2 separate regions of the Rattus norvegicus genome follow, and region 1 is linked to region 2. A link is a contact called in public Hi-C data. All regions are on one chromosome and are shown on one strand. Each heading gives the region's core, a stretch centred on a gene start, on an enhancer-like site or on the middle of the called end of the contact. The rest is flanking DNA. Distances are from core to core; before and after follow the strand shown.

The links. Hi-C and Micro-C count contacts between places; a contact is called where the count stands out from the background.
Region 1: a Hi-C map of Schwann cells shows a contact between it and region 2, with 4 times the contacts expected there. The contact joins the enhancer-like site here to the promoter of Arhgap22 in region 2. A contact is called at or near these places in 10 of 12 Hi-C or Micro-C datasets (the A7r5 cell line, the Rat2 cell line, Schwann cells and 6 more) and 1 of 1 datasets of contacts at active chromatin or transcription factors (oligodendrocytes).

Annotation. Positions count from the first base shown.
Region 1 is chr16:8,628,691-8,635,471 of GRCr8, forward strand. It overlaps Arhgap22 (Rho GTPase activating protein 22), which reads left to right. Exons shown (of 6, transcript NM_001107297.1): 4 at 3,297-3,418; 5 at 5,487-6,372. Among named protein-coding and RNA genes, the nearest start is that of Arhgap22, 44 kb to the left of the region's middle. Within about 2 kb of position 3,936, at least 4 of the 93 cell types and tissues checked have an H3K27ac peak or open chromatin away from gene starts, as enhancers often do. A contact at or near this core is called in Schwann cells, where this site is marked.
Region 2 is chr16:8,585,557-8,592,472 of GRCr8, forward strand. Arhgap22 (Rho GTPase activating protein 22) reads left to right here and starts at 2,468. Exons shown (of 6, transcript NM_001107297.1): 1 at 2,468-2,632. The coding sequence starts at 2,581.

The DNA.
Region 1 (6,781 bases), core at 2,686-5,185, 45 kb after region 2:
GACAGCTGACTTGACCAGAGCAGGTCCGCTGACCCATTGGGCCTTCTATGGCCTCAGCATACACTGTGAGATACCCAGGCTGGTGGGCCCAGGCATCGACCTGGAATGCTCTCCTCTGTGCTAGTGAGAATGTGATTGGGATGGGGTGGTTTCACAGTGGTGTTAGAAGGGAATTTGGGGACATCGGAGTCACGTGTTCATGAAGAGCTCAGCAGTGAGTGTGGATAGAAGACTGCAGAGCAAGCCCATGGGGAGAGCCAGGGTGTGAGGAAAAAAGGGCCAAGGGTCCAGCTGAGCAATGGGTCTCTGCGGGTGAAGGATAGTAGGTGGAAAGAAGGAAGGGTGGCTAAGGGAGGGAGCTTTGAGCAGGGATGCAGGCTGGAAGGTCTGTGGACTGGAGGGGGAGTGCCACGTAACCAGTCCCACTTCCTGTCTTCTTGAGCTGCTGCTGACCTTGAAGAGTCCCAGTTGGCAAGGATACTGGCCTCCTGTGTGGATGGAGAGAGTGGCCCAGGAGAAGGCCGTGGGCAGTGAGCAGCGGCATGCTTGGCTAAACCAGGGAGGTTAGGGAAGAGCTCCACACGTGTGGGTCTTGGGTGTGTGTGGTACAGCCAAGGTCTGTCTGTCAGTCCCTGATCCATCTTCTCCAAGTGCTTCCTGTGAGGAACTTTAAGCTGGGCTTGAACACACACACACACACACACACACACACACACACACACACACACACACACACACACAGCGTCAGCGGAGGCATCTCTGAGCCGGTAGTGGAGACTAAGTCCTACTGTGGACATCCAGAGGCAAGGGCCTGACCTCTCACCTGTCCTGCCAGTGCCTGCTCTCTGCAGGAAGGTGGCATCCCTCTGATACAGATTCCCCACGTCAGCCATGAGCTGAGCAAGCTCAAGCAAAGGCTTGGCTGTACCATGAGAGTTTCCTGTGAGCGGATCCAGCTCACAGGTAATTCCTTCCACCCAGAGCAACTGTCGTGAGTGGAACGGCTTTGCCCCATGGCTTGTGCTACAGAACATCTCCCAAGTCCCACACCGTGTGTAGAGAAGCCGCACACTAGGATCACAAAAGAGGGTTTTCCCTCACTCCCAATGCTGGACTAGACAGTAGCTAGATTCTGAGCCAGTGGTGTGTGGTCGATGAGTTCACACAAGCTGGAGCTTCTGGCAGCTCAGTCGCACTCCCCGCAGGGGCCCCACCTCCTGTACTTATGGGCAGCCTGGGCCTGACCTTGACCGGGGGCAGCTGCGGCTGGCTCCAGAGGAGCCTAGCTGTATGCAGGGGGGCATGGGAAGTGTAGCCTACGTGTTAGTCGTGCAGCTGCCTGGGGCCCATGCTCACACTCATGTCTCCCTCCTCATCCCAGCACCACAGACGTGCACACAGTGGCCTCCTTGCTGAAGCTCTACCTTCGGGAGCTCCCGGAGCCGGTCATCCCTTTCGCCAGGTATGAGGACTTCCTCAGCTGCGCCCAGCTGCTCACCAAGGACGAGGGGGAGGTCAGTGCCTCTCGGGACGGGACACATCCTGGGGGTAGGCTGCCGGGCAGAGGGCATGTGGAGTCAGGACTTATCAATCGCTGTGTTGGGGAGAGGGGACCCCCTAAGTGCTGTGCACTCTGCGTAGCGCTCTTGTTTTCCTTGGAAGTTTCTCACGGAAGTAGAAGTGGGGGTGGAACCCAGGCTGCCCACCCAGTTCTGGCCTTCTCGCAGTGGGTGCTTCTGTTCTCCCATCGTCTCCTACAGACTCAGGCTTCCGAGGTTTCGGTGACCAAGGAGCCCTGTTACCTGAAGTTAAGATAGTTCCCAGGACGGGTCTCAGTCCCATGCCCTTCACGCTGCCCTCCTAGCCATCTGCAGCTTTGAGCTGCCACAGCAGAAAAGACAGCCTCCTTTGTGACCGTGTGTGTGTGTGTGTGTGTGTGTGTGTGTGTGTGTGTGTGTGTGTGTGTGGTGGGGGGATGAGAGTTATCTGGCAAATATTTGCGCCCTGATAAGTGGGCTGAGACATTCCTCCGTGTCCTTGCAGAGGCTCACCCCTCACCCCAGCTCCCAGGAAGAAAATCAGTCTCCTCCAGAGGTCACAGTCACACTTTGGAGACATGGGAGGAGGTCATCCGGGACGGGCCACACGTCCCTTCTCCTGTGTCACGGTCATCCCTTCAGAGGAGGCCTTACTGCTGGTGTCTGAAATGTTTTCTTTTTCCTTTCTTCACAAGGGGACCGTGGAGTTGGCGAAACAAGTGAGCAACCTTCCTCAGGCCAACTACAACCTGCTCAGATACATCTGCAGGTAAGCGGCCCGTTTGGGGTGGGGCTGCTCCTGGCTCTGAGTTCACTCCCTCCACCCCGGGAGAGACAAAGCTGTACAGAAGGGCCATTCACCCTCTCAGCACTGCCTCACCAAGTGTTGGGATGGCAAGGAGTGTGGATAAAACACAGAGCTGTAGGAGGTAGTCAGTGAATGATTCCTCTGCCCTCCTGGGTACCTCTCACTTTCCTTCCCCGAAGGCATATACCCCTTAATGAGATATACGTTTCATGAGGTACATACCCTTGTGTACCCTCATTCTGGGTGCTGATAGGAGTCTGCAGAGATGACATTCACCCAGTGTCAGGTGGGAGCTCAGCTCTTGGGGCCTTTGTCTTCTGCACCAGGGATAACCAAACCGTGTCCCTTGGCCTTTATTCCTCATGATAGTCTTAGACCTCAGGGGATGTTCTGTCTTGATCAGGTATAGACACCTCACCATATCCAGCAACCATGGGAAGTCCGGGAGGTCTGGCTGAGTGTGGGGGTGGAATGGGGTGTGAGGGCACAAAGGTTGGGCCACGTGGTGGGGGCTGGGGGTAAAGGGTGTGGCTAGAGGTAATGCATATATGAAGCTGTAGGCTGGGTGGGTGCAGGAAATGACCGGGTATTGGAGGTAGCATAATAGCGTAGTGGGTAAGGAATGGGTAAAGATGGGGTGGGCTTTGTGTGGATATTTCTGGGGTTTGCCTGTTCATAGCTGTGACGATCTAAGTGGGGGTGTGGTCCGACGGAAGGACAGAGTATGTGGGTGGCTGGCTGGAGTGGGCATCATGCGGATGGTGTGGTGGGTGGGTATGTCTGAGAGGTGTGGCTAGGAGTGTTAGTGTGGTGGGTGGCGAGGTGGTGTCCAATTGAGTAGATGAAGAGGGTGTGGCTTGGTGGGTGTGGCCAGGCAGGCTTTAGAGCTCACAGCAGACTAGAGTTTAGAACTCGCTGTTTTCACCAATTGCTTCTTCTCTCTTTTGCAGGTTTCTGGATGAAGTGCAGGCCCACTCAGACGTCAACAAGATGAGCGTCCAGAACTTGGCAACTGTCTTTGGCCCTAACATCCTCCGGCCACAGGTGGAGGATCCAGTCACCATCATGGAAGGTAAAGAGGAGGTGGCTTGGCTTGGGGGGCTTTGGGCTCCAGAGCAGGCCAGGAGATCAATAGCTTAGATGTCTGTCTCTATTTTCGGGGACAAGACTTCCTCCCCTCCAGCCCTCCTTTTGGGGCCGCTAGCAGCTGATCTGTGGAAAACATTGGGATAGCCAGTGGTTAGAGGTGACAGGGCAGCTGGGAAGCCGGGATCCCTGTCCTGGAGCCCACGTGGATTGTTTTGTTTTACTGTCACAGGCACGTGATTGTCTCAGGTCCCTGGATGACAGACAGGCCCGTAAACTTCTCTTTTGCGATAAGTAGTAATGTGATGTTGTTTTTGAAAAGCAACATGGTGAGGCTAAGGCCGGAGAACTACTCAAGTCCAGGAATTTGAGGGCAGCCTGGACCACATGAGACAAGGTCTCAGAAAGGGAAGGAGGTGAGAAAGGGTCAAAGCAGCCTCCTGTGCCACCCTCACACCCAGCCTCAGTGTGGTAATTGCCCTTAAGTCCCGGATGACGGAATGGAGGCCAAGCGAGGTGAGATGAGTCACCAGGGGCCTGCCAGCCAAACTTGCACAGGACCCACATGGAGAGGCTGGAGTGAAAACAAGAATGCACAAGCCTTTGGGAAGACTGTCCCCAACAGAGCCAGTGCAAGAACCATGCTGCCCACACAGGATGTTCACATCTAGTGGTGGGGACACTCAGGAGGCCCTGGTTTAGGACCCAGGACATGGGCCCCAAATTGGACACTGGCAGCAGCCTCATAGCCCATTCTGGGAGGGCCCAGTTTCCTGACTGAGATTATCTATCTATCTATCTATCTATCTATCTATCTATCTATCTATCTATCTATCATCTATATACCTTCTGTATTTCTTCCTGGATCACTGCACACTGTGGGGAGTCCCCTACACCACGGTCTTCCTCACCCATGGTGAACCTCCATACTCTGGTATTTGGTTGCAGGCAGCTGGGAGAACAAGTCTGCAGAATGGACACTGTAGACTTCCCATCACCCTGTCCTTACTGCTGGGCCCCATACCGACCGAGCTCCTAGATTGGTTGGTGGAGGGAGGGATGGGTGGGCAACACTGAACACGTGTATTTATGTGACACATATAGTCACACACATTTACAGGGCTAGAGCCTTGGTGGCGTTTGCTGCTCTCTCAGATGGCTCAGGCTTTGTTCTTAGCACCCACATGGCAGCTCACGATTTGTAGCTCTGGTTCCAGGGGAATCTGACATTCTCTTCTAACCTCCACAGGCACTAGACACACATGTGGTACACATAAATACATGCCAGTAAAATACTCATATAAATGCTTTTTAAACAGTTTATTTCGGGGCTGGAGAGATGGCTCAGTGGTTAGAGCACTACCTGCTCTTCCAGAGGTCCTGAGTTCAATTCCCAGCAACCACATGGTGGCTCACAACCATCTATAATGGGATCTGATGCCCTCTCCTGGCCTGCAGGTGCACATGCAGATAAGCACTTATATACATGCAATAAATAAAATCTTTTAAAATTTTTCATTTTTAAAATGTGTATCAGTGCTGTGTTGGCATGTATGTCTGTGTACCATGAGCATGTCTGGTGTCTGCTGAGGTCAGAAGAAGGCATGTGTCCCTTGGAACTTGAGGTGTGGATGGTTGTAAGCCCCTATTTGGGTACTGGGAATTGAACCCAGATCCTCTGCAAGAACTAAGAATACTTAAAAATACTTAAGAAGTATTTTTAACTGCTGAGCCACCAAAGAAGTAATTTTTAAAAAGGATGTATGCGAGTGTGTGTGTGTGTGTGTGTGTGTGTGTGTGTGTGTGTGTGTGTGACCTACCTCCTCCTATCTGTGGTGAGCTAGGCTTCCTCCACACTCAGGGGCTTTGTGGGCATAGTCCTGTCTGTGCGTGATACTGTCTGGTATGATGGCTCTCATTCAGACACAGGCGAAGGTGCCCTGCAGAACCCAGCTGGTGTTCCTGCTGTGCGTGAGCTGGAGTCAGCCCTGAGTGTGTTGGAGGCGTGGGCCGTGGCACTGGCAGCCAACCTCTCCCTTCCTTCTGTACCCCAGGCACATCTTTGGTTCAGCATCTGATGACTGTCCTCATCCGAAAACACGGACAGCTCTTTGCCACGCCCTCCTTTGAAGAACCTGCTTCACCACGTGGTACTGTCCAGGGCACAGTAGAGTGGGGCTCTGAAGAGGTCACCAGAGACCACCAGGGCGAGCCTGGGAGCTCTGGCTTGCCCACACACAGGACTTCCTCTCTGGATGGGCCAGCTGCAGCAGTGCTCTCTAGAACTTCTCCGCCACGCCTTGGCAGCCAAGCCGGCCCTGCGGCCACCAGCCCTGGGAAGAGGATGCATACTTTGCCTGGCTGGAAGTCTTCTTTTCGGCAGCAGGGGTCCCGGTCAGAGAGCCCAAAGGGGGTCAGCTCATCCTTAGAGGTACCCATCATCTCCTCTGGTGGGAACTGGCTCATAAACGGGCTATCGTCTCTTCGCAGCCACCGTCGGGCCTCATCAGGGGACCGGCTTAAGGATACAGGCTCAGCACAGAGACTCTCCACCTATGATAACGTGCCACCATCCAGCCACCTTTCTAGCACTGCCAGCGTGGCCAGCACGGCATGGTCTGTAGCCTCATCCTCCCGAGAGGCCTCCATCGGCAGCTGCACTGCCTGCCGGGCCAGCAACTCTTCTGCCTGCAGCTCCTTACACACTGAGTGGGCACTCGAGCCCTCTCCTCTCCCCAGCAGCAGTGAGGGCCACCCGTCCCCGGACCTGGGCCACAGCTTGGATGAGGCATGTGTGGGCAGTGGCAGCAGTGAGCCCAATGACCCGGGCAGTCCCTCACAGGCCCATGTTCGCCGCTGCCGGGCTCTCCAGGGCCAGGTGGCCGAGCTCAGGGCGGAGCTGTGTCACCAGAGGATTGAGTACCAGAGGAGCCTGAAAAGGTAAAGGATCAAGCTTAGGCTGGCTGCGTGGAAAGCTTCAGGGGGCAGGGCTTAGAGAGCTGCAAGGGGCGGGGCTTAGAAAGCTGTAAGGGGCAGAGCTCAGAGCAGTCCGCCCCTAGGCTACCTTCCTTGGAAAATAACACTACCTTTTCTGGGGTCTGGAGTGGGTGGACCCATCAACTGGCAGGCTTGGGTGGACCCATCAACTGGTAGGCTTCCACAAGGGTGGATGTCAGCTTGTGTGTAGAACAGGAGTCAGGAGCCAGGTGGCTCTCTGGGATGCAGTGAGTGGGGACAGAACCTTGAATGACTGTATCAGAGAGTGGCAAAGAGTGGGCTATCCAGGGGGGATGTCCAGTGTGCAAACCAGCCTATCCGGGTGCCTATAGTAAGCCTAGTTACACCATTC
Region 2 (6,916 bases), core at 1,218-3,717:
CATCCGCCTATCCATCTATTAATCCACCCCTTGACCCACCCACCTCTCCACACATGCATCTGACCATCCACCCATTCATCCACTCACCTACCCGCCCACCTAGCCACACATCTATCTGATCACTAACCCGCCAATCCATCATTAATCTTCCTCTACCAACCTATTCGCACATCCATTCATCCACCTGCCTGGCTGGTCAGCCCATCCTCAATTCCCTGACTTGAAGCAAGTCTGCAAGTCTCTTCCCCTTCTCAAATTCCAATTCCTTTTTTCTTTTCTTCTGTAAGTGGAATATTATAGCAGGTGCCTAGTGGGGTTATTTTTTATAGTTAACAGATATTAACCTCTCTGAATGGCATGGCACAGGGTAGGAAGTATCTAGTGAATGCTATTTTCCTTTTCACTTGAGGATATCTTACAACAGAAAAACTATTTAAAAAAAAAACACAATATATACCCAAGAATTAAGGGGTTTGAAACCAGAGAAACGATAGAGCTACTGGCTTCCCATTTGTCTGCCCAACTGCCTAGGAGCTGGTATTAAAAATCGTTTTGAAAAGTCCAGTATCCCAAAATACATTTGAATGGTGCAATGAGAACATTGACTGTCCGTAACAGGCTCATTCCAACGATGCGGCTTTCCCACTTCCTCTTAGAAAGATAAACAAGCGACCTCCAATGGCTACTACGATGATGTTTTCTTTTAAATCTTGCTTCCCAAATGTAGTACTTGGCCGTTGAACAACTCCCCCAGGGGCTTGCTCCCCCTCGGATCCTCTCCCTGAATGCTGGGAGCTCCAGCCTGGAATTCCTGGGGCCTCATTAAGCTGTCTGTGACGAAGTGATCTTGCCTGGTGCTAACACCGTATCAGTGACTTGGCAGCAACCAGAAGTCAGGGCTGGCTGGCTTTCCCCTGGTGCTCTCTTTGTAAGCTCCAAGTCCCAAGGAGTGAAAACATTCTGGATCTGCAGCAGACACCCTGAGACTCTCCCAAAGCCCCACCCCAGTCTTTCTAGGGAGTCAAAGAGAGGGAGACAGAGATCTGCCTGCTGTCGTTAATCTCCCTTTTGAATGAAGACTTGGGAAAACCTTTCCCTGGCTTGCCCCAGTCAGCAATCCTCCTTGTCTGCTTAGCTCTTCTGCTCACAGTGGACAGCTTTGGTCTCCTAGCACACTGTGTCACATACTCTATCTAAACACCTCTGTGCTGGGAGATGAAAGGAGAGGTCCCAGTCCAGCCTAAGGCCACAGCCTTGCGTCAGAGCCAGGCAGAGGCAGATGCTAGTAGTGACTGGAAGAAACAACACCAACAGAGCACTCTTGGCAGGGGGGTGGGGGCTGGGCTTCTGAGTCCTGGGTTCTGTCTTCCTCGGCATCACACAAAAGTAAGCAGAAAACTTAATGAACCTGTGCAAACAAATACTGAGAGAATATGATTTGTCTCACCTGAATGTTACACAGTTACCTTGGCACCATAAAGAAAACTAGCCTCTAGCCTCATAACACCCACTTTGCTTCTTACACACACACACACACACACACACACACACACACACACACACACACACACACACACACCCATTCCAAAAAGAAGCAACGCTGGTTTTCCACCTCCCAAGTGCCTAGAATAGAGTCTGGTGGCCTGTGTCTCGTGAGCACTATCGAATCCATCTCAGTAGATTCACACCAACGATCATGCTTCACTTTATCTCCTTGTATTAGAGAATCCCTTTACTGAGAAACATTTTGCTGGCTCCAGTGTTAAGCAGTTGCCAGCAAGGCTGCAATGAATGGCCCCTATACATAGTTTCCCTAGCCATGTGGACAAGAATTCTTGTGGGGCACATGCTAGGGAATGGAGTTGCTGGGTCCCGGGGTATTAGCTTTCTGAATAGAGAAAAAAATATATTTATATCCTCTCTCTCTCTCTCTCTCTCTCTCTCTCTCTCTCTCCGTGTGTGTGTGTGTGTGTGTGTGTGTGTGTGTATGTGTGTGTGTACGCAACATTTACATTGAGCCGAGTGATCTTTCAGAGAGAGAAACAGTCCCACTAGGATAAGCGATCTACCCAGTGCAAACTTTTCTGTTTTTTGGCGACTGAACACATAGTTCAGGTGGACTGAGAAAGAGCCAGGTGGCTGTAGACTACACCCCCCTTTCAGTCTTGCAGAAGGCTGTGGTGACTGTTCAAAGGATGGTGGAGGGGGAGGAGCCATCCTTGTCGTGCAAGGACACTTCACCCGCTTGCGCCCAGCGACCGGGCTTCGGTGGTCGCGCCGCCCTTGGTGGGCTCTGAAGCTGACTAGGGAGAGTGGAGCGATTAACGCAGCGCCCCCTGGCGGCCGCTGGGTGCGCATGGCTCGGCGCCGGAGGAGAGTAACGGGCCGTGGGCAGGGCGCCGTCCGAGACGAGCATAAAAGCGGCGCGCGGCGTGATCTGCGCGTTCGCGAGGACCAGGGAGAGAACGGAGTCCCGGTTCGCCCCACGAGCCCAGGGGGCTAGTGCGGGCCAGCCAGGCCGCTCCGGGGGTGTCGACGGGGGCGGGGAGCGGAGGCGAGCGGCCGGGGAGAGGCGGTGCCATGGGGCTGTGCTGCTGCAAGGACTGGAGAGGACACCTGCGAGCGCCCAAAGGTAACTCCGGGCGCGCACGTGCGCCGCGCTGCAGCCGCAGGCACAACCCCCGCCCGGGTCCCCACATTCTGCTGCTGCCCGCACCTGCCCTGTTTTGCCGCCGTTCCCGGGCTCTAACTCTCGCCGGGGCCTCCCCTAACTCCCGGATGCGGGGAGAGAGCCAAGGGTACCCGCGGACCAGTGCGGCGTGGGGATCCGGGGCGGTCGGTGGGCACGGACTGCAGGTCATCAAGTCCACCGCCTCTCTGGACCGAGGATCATGGCAGTGGCCGACGGGTTCCCAACGCGGCCAACCCGGCCAGCGCCTGGGACGCCTGTGCGGCTTTACCGCCCGGAGGGGGGCGGGCCATTCATTCTCCTCATCCGCCTCTGTCACAGACTTGGACTAAGGGGGCCTGACTCAGAGTTTTCCAAAGTCGCAGCGGAACCTGCGAGCGGAGCTACTTCTGGAATGTAGCCGGCTTGGAGAGGGCCCAAAGCTGAACGCTTGCTCGGGACAGCGTCGGCTGCCCGAGGTCCAGCCTCCCTAGTCTGTGGCCGGAGCCGTCTGACTTAACCCTTGCCACGCCAAAAGGAGTCAAGGGGCACATCCCTTTATTTCACTTCCCAAACGTGCTCGACCCTAACACCCGCCCTGCCTGTTGTAATCGCCTAAGGACCTGAGATCTGAAAGTTTCAGGAGTGCCCTAAGGGACCCTCTGAGTTCATGAAGGAGGGAAGGCAGGCTTGTCTGTCGCTCTCAGAATAAGCATTAAGTCCTGCTCATCTGCAAAGCCCATTCTAGACTCGGATAAGGGAAAAGTATGGACCTGTCAAACAGTGTGAAGGACTCTTGCTCGGGTGATTCTTATTCCACAGAAATACAGGAAGGGTTTGGGGTTGCTCACAACGTGACAAAACAGACCTGACCGCAGGAGTTTAGACCGGACCTGGCACCCAGACCTACAGCCAGAACCAAATGGAAACCATTTAGGTTGTGCTGGTGCGGCTGTACCACTGCCACGGTTCTCCTTAGCATTAGATTTTAAAAAGAAAAATGAAAGAATGTTGCTTGTGGGGCTTCATGCTTGGGGGCCCGGGCAGAGAGCCAACTTAGCCAGGGTAACAATGGGATTCCAGGGGAGGGGCTTGCAACTTGCTTTCTGCGGGCAGGTCAGAGTCCAAAGGCAAGGATTTTTTGTGGGGGCGGGGCCTAGGTAGATCTCTTTGGTCTTTTCTGACCCCTTCTCAGTAAACAAGGCTTGTGTGAGTCTCTCTCAGGGGAAAGGGTAGCTCTGCAAAGACTTGGCTTAGGGCAAGTCACATGTTCACTGAGCACCTAGAAGGAACCCTGGGGCATCTCCTGCTTGTAAGGCTCATCTAAAACTGTAGACCCCACTCCCACCCCCGTCCTTGGCTATGTCCATCCCAGTGAGGAGCAGCCTGGCCTGGTAGTGTTACTCTACTGGCCTCCACCACAGAAGAGCAGGATCTGGAAGCAGGGACCCAGTGAGGGATGCTTTCACAAAGGTTCTCCAGCCCATGGAAATAAATGGGGCTGGTTACATTTACAGGATGGGCAGCTAGGCAGTGCCCAGCAGGAAACCCATGCAGCTAGAGAGAGAGTCTGTGACTCAAGAAAGGGTTTTACTTTTCCTCCTCTTCCTCTTCCTCCTCCTCCTCTTCCTCCTCCTCCTCCTCTTCCTCCTCCTCCTCCTCCTCTTCCTCCTCCTCCTCTTCCTCCTCCTCCTCCTCCTCTTCCTCCTCCTCTTCCTCTTCTTCCTCTTCCTCCTCCTCTTCCTCCTCCTCCTCCTCCTCTTCCTTCTCCTCTTCCTCCTCCTCCTCTTCCTCCTCCTCCTCTTCCTCCTCCTCCTCTTCCTCCTCCTCCTCTTCCTCCTCCTCCTCTTCCTCCTCCTCCTCTTCTTTTTGAGACAGACTCTCATTATGTAGTTCTGACTGCCCTGGAACTTACAATAAGGACCAAGCTGGCCTCTAACTCAAAGAGATCCACCTGCTTCTGCCTCCCAAGTGCTGGGATTAAAGGCATCAGCCACCATGTCCTGCTGGACTTGGCTTCTTAGTAAAAACAAACAAACAAACAAACAAACCTCCAAATGTTTTTACATGCTCTTGACTCATTTAACACATTTGATTGCATGTGGTCCTTCTGGTGAGGGGCTGGGCAGTGGGGGTCGCTGTTTGAAGTGAGTTCTTCAATCAGTGAAGGAAGTGGAGTGTTACAGGGTCAAATAACCAGAGGTTATCAAGGTTTTGAAGGTTTCTTCTGGGAGGCCATCTCAGGGCCTTTGACACCTTTGTGTAGCTGTGTGTTGGGTGGACCCCACGTGGGTCTAGTTTCTATCTCGGCTGGTCTCCAGGGAAACTGCTTTGCACAGAGCCTCACGGTGCACATACCACCGGATATACTTTAAGAATTTCTGCCTTAGATATTAAGCTCAGTTGCCATAGCAGTAACTGAGCGAGTTGCTTTCCAAGGCTCTCTCTGTGTGTGTATGTGTGTGTGTGTGTGTGTGTGTGTGTGTGTGTGCGTGAGCACGCGCACACATGTGTGCACACATGCTAGTCACCTGAGATTAGGACTTCTCAATTCAAAATGTATGTGCATTTGCTTTTTAAAAAAGTTGTTTTTTGTTTGTTTATTTGTTTGTTTGTTTTAAGAAAAGGAAGAAGCCAGGCATGAAGCTCAAACCTGTGGTAAGCTGAAGTCAGAAACTTGTAGATTCAAGTCCAGGCTGGACTACACAGTGAGACTTTGTCTTGGAACACACACACACACACACACACACACACACACACACACACACACACAGAGTCCTTTTACTCAGAAAAGTCCTTTACTTCCTGATATTTCACTGGACTGACAGCTGAGGCAACTGTTGTTTTCGGTTGTTTCACTCCTGGGTGTTCATGAACCTAAATTTTTACAACAGAGCGTTTTCGCAGATTGTCCGTGTGTGAAAGTGTGTTGGAAGAAGTAGAAAAATTCCAGTAATCTGAATGGAATCTGGCGAGGAGAGCCTCAAAACTTCCCCTAGCGCCCGAGTCCGGTTTAGCAGCAGCATCCTTGTGGCTTTACCACCCAATGCTGGAGTTCGTTCGGAGGCCATCGGTTGCTTGACTCAGTGCCCAGTGAGTGTGGCGCATGGCTGCCGGCCTTCTCGGGGTGACCGCGGTGGTGTCTGTATGACTGGGTGCTGCAGAAGTCAGGGCTGGGCCCCGGTGCTCGCAGAGAAATGAGAGTTCATGGTTCACGCTGCAGGGTCTGTTCTGCAGAGGTCACGTGTCCATGAGCTGAGGACGGAACTACTTCCTGCGAACACTGAGGCACTTGTGAGACACCCTCACTCCCTTCGTCCTGTGGCTCCTGTCACTAGCTATCTGCCTGAGAGCCTTATCAGAAATTACAGTCTGCCCACCACTCCTGCCCGTCTTGTGTCCACTTTGTGCTCTTTGGGACCCGCCCGCCATTTTGTTTTTCATCCTAGCACTTAGGGTCTGTCTGGTCCGTGCTGCCTCTTTTCTCCCATTTGTCCCCCACGTTCTTGGTAGCCCCCACTCTAGCTGGACCAATGACCCCTAGGCCCCTTCTGTCCCACCTTACTGCTGGTGGCTGCACCTGCCTAGCCTTCTATCTGTGTCTATTCGACTGGCTCTCCTGCCCTGACCCGCTCCATTTGCTCTAGCCTCTCCTACTTTCTGAGCTCTGTCTCTCTGGGTCTCTGGGAACTGAGAGGTTGTAGACAGGCAGCCTCCACTGAATCTCCTTTACAGCATCCATCACAACCAGCAGGTGCAGAGTCCCTCTCCAGATCTTAGCTGGAGCCCTCCATAGTCATACGCCCCTCTGCAAAGCTGCTGGCTCTCTCTTCATTTCCCACAGTGGAAGGGTGGGTGCTCTGAGAGCCAGTTTGGACCACCTTCTTCCTCATCGCCTGCACTGCCTTCTAGGTTGGTCATACTACACCTGTCCTAGTCTACCACCCAAGCACTGTCCCATCAGTAGGGTTAGTCACATGTGTCCCTCCTCAGACCTGCCTCACAGTCTCTGTCTGCAGTAAAAAAAAAAAAAAACAAAACAAAACCTCAGCTCCTTAGTCTGGTGACCAGCTTGGCCGACCACTTTGCCTAAACCTCTCTGGCCCTCACACACTACTCTCCGTGTGCCTTCAGCCAGCCTGAGAATGATTGAGACCCAGTAGGTGGCCTGTACCCAAAGCTGTCTCTAAGCCTCTGGCCTGTAGGCCCCGGTTCACTTAGTTCTTCAGGAGTTGGGTCAGTCTGATT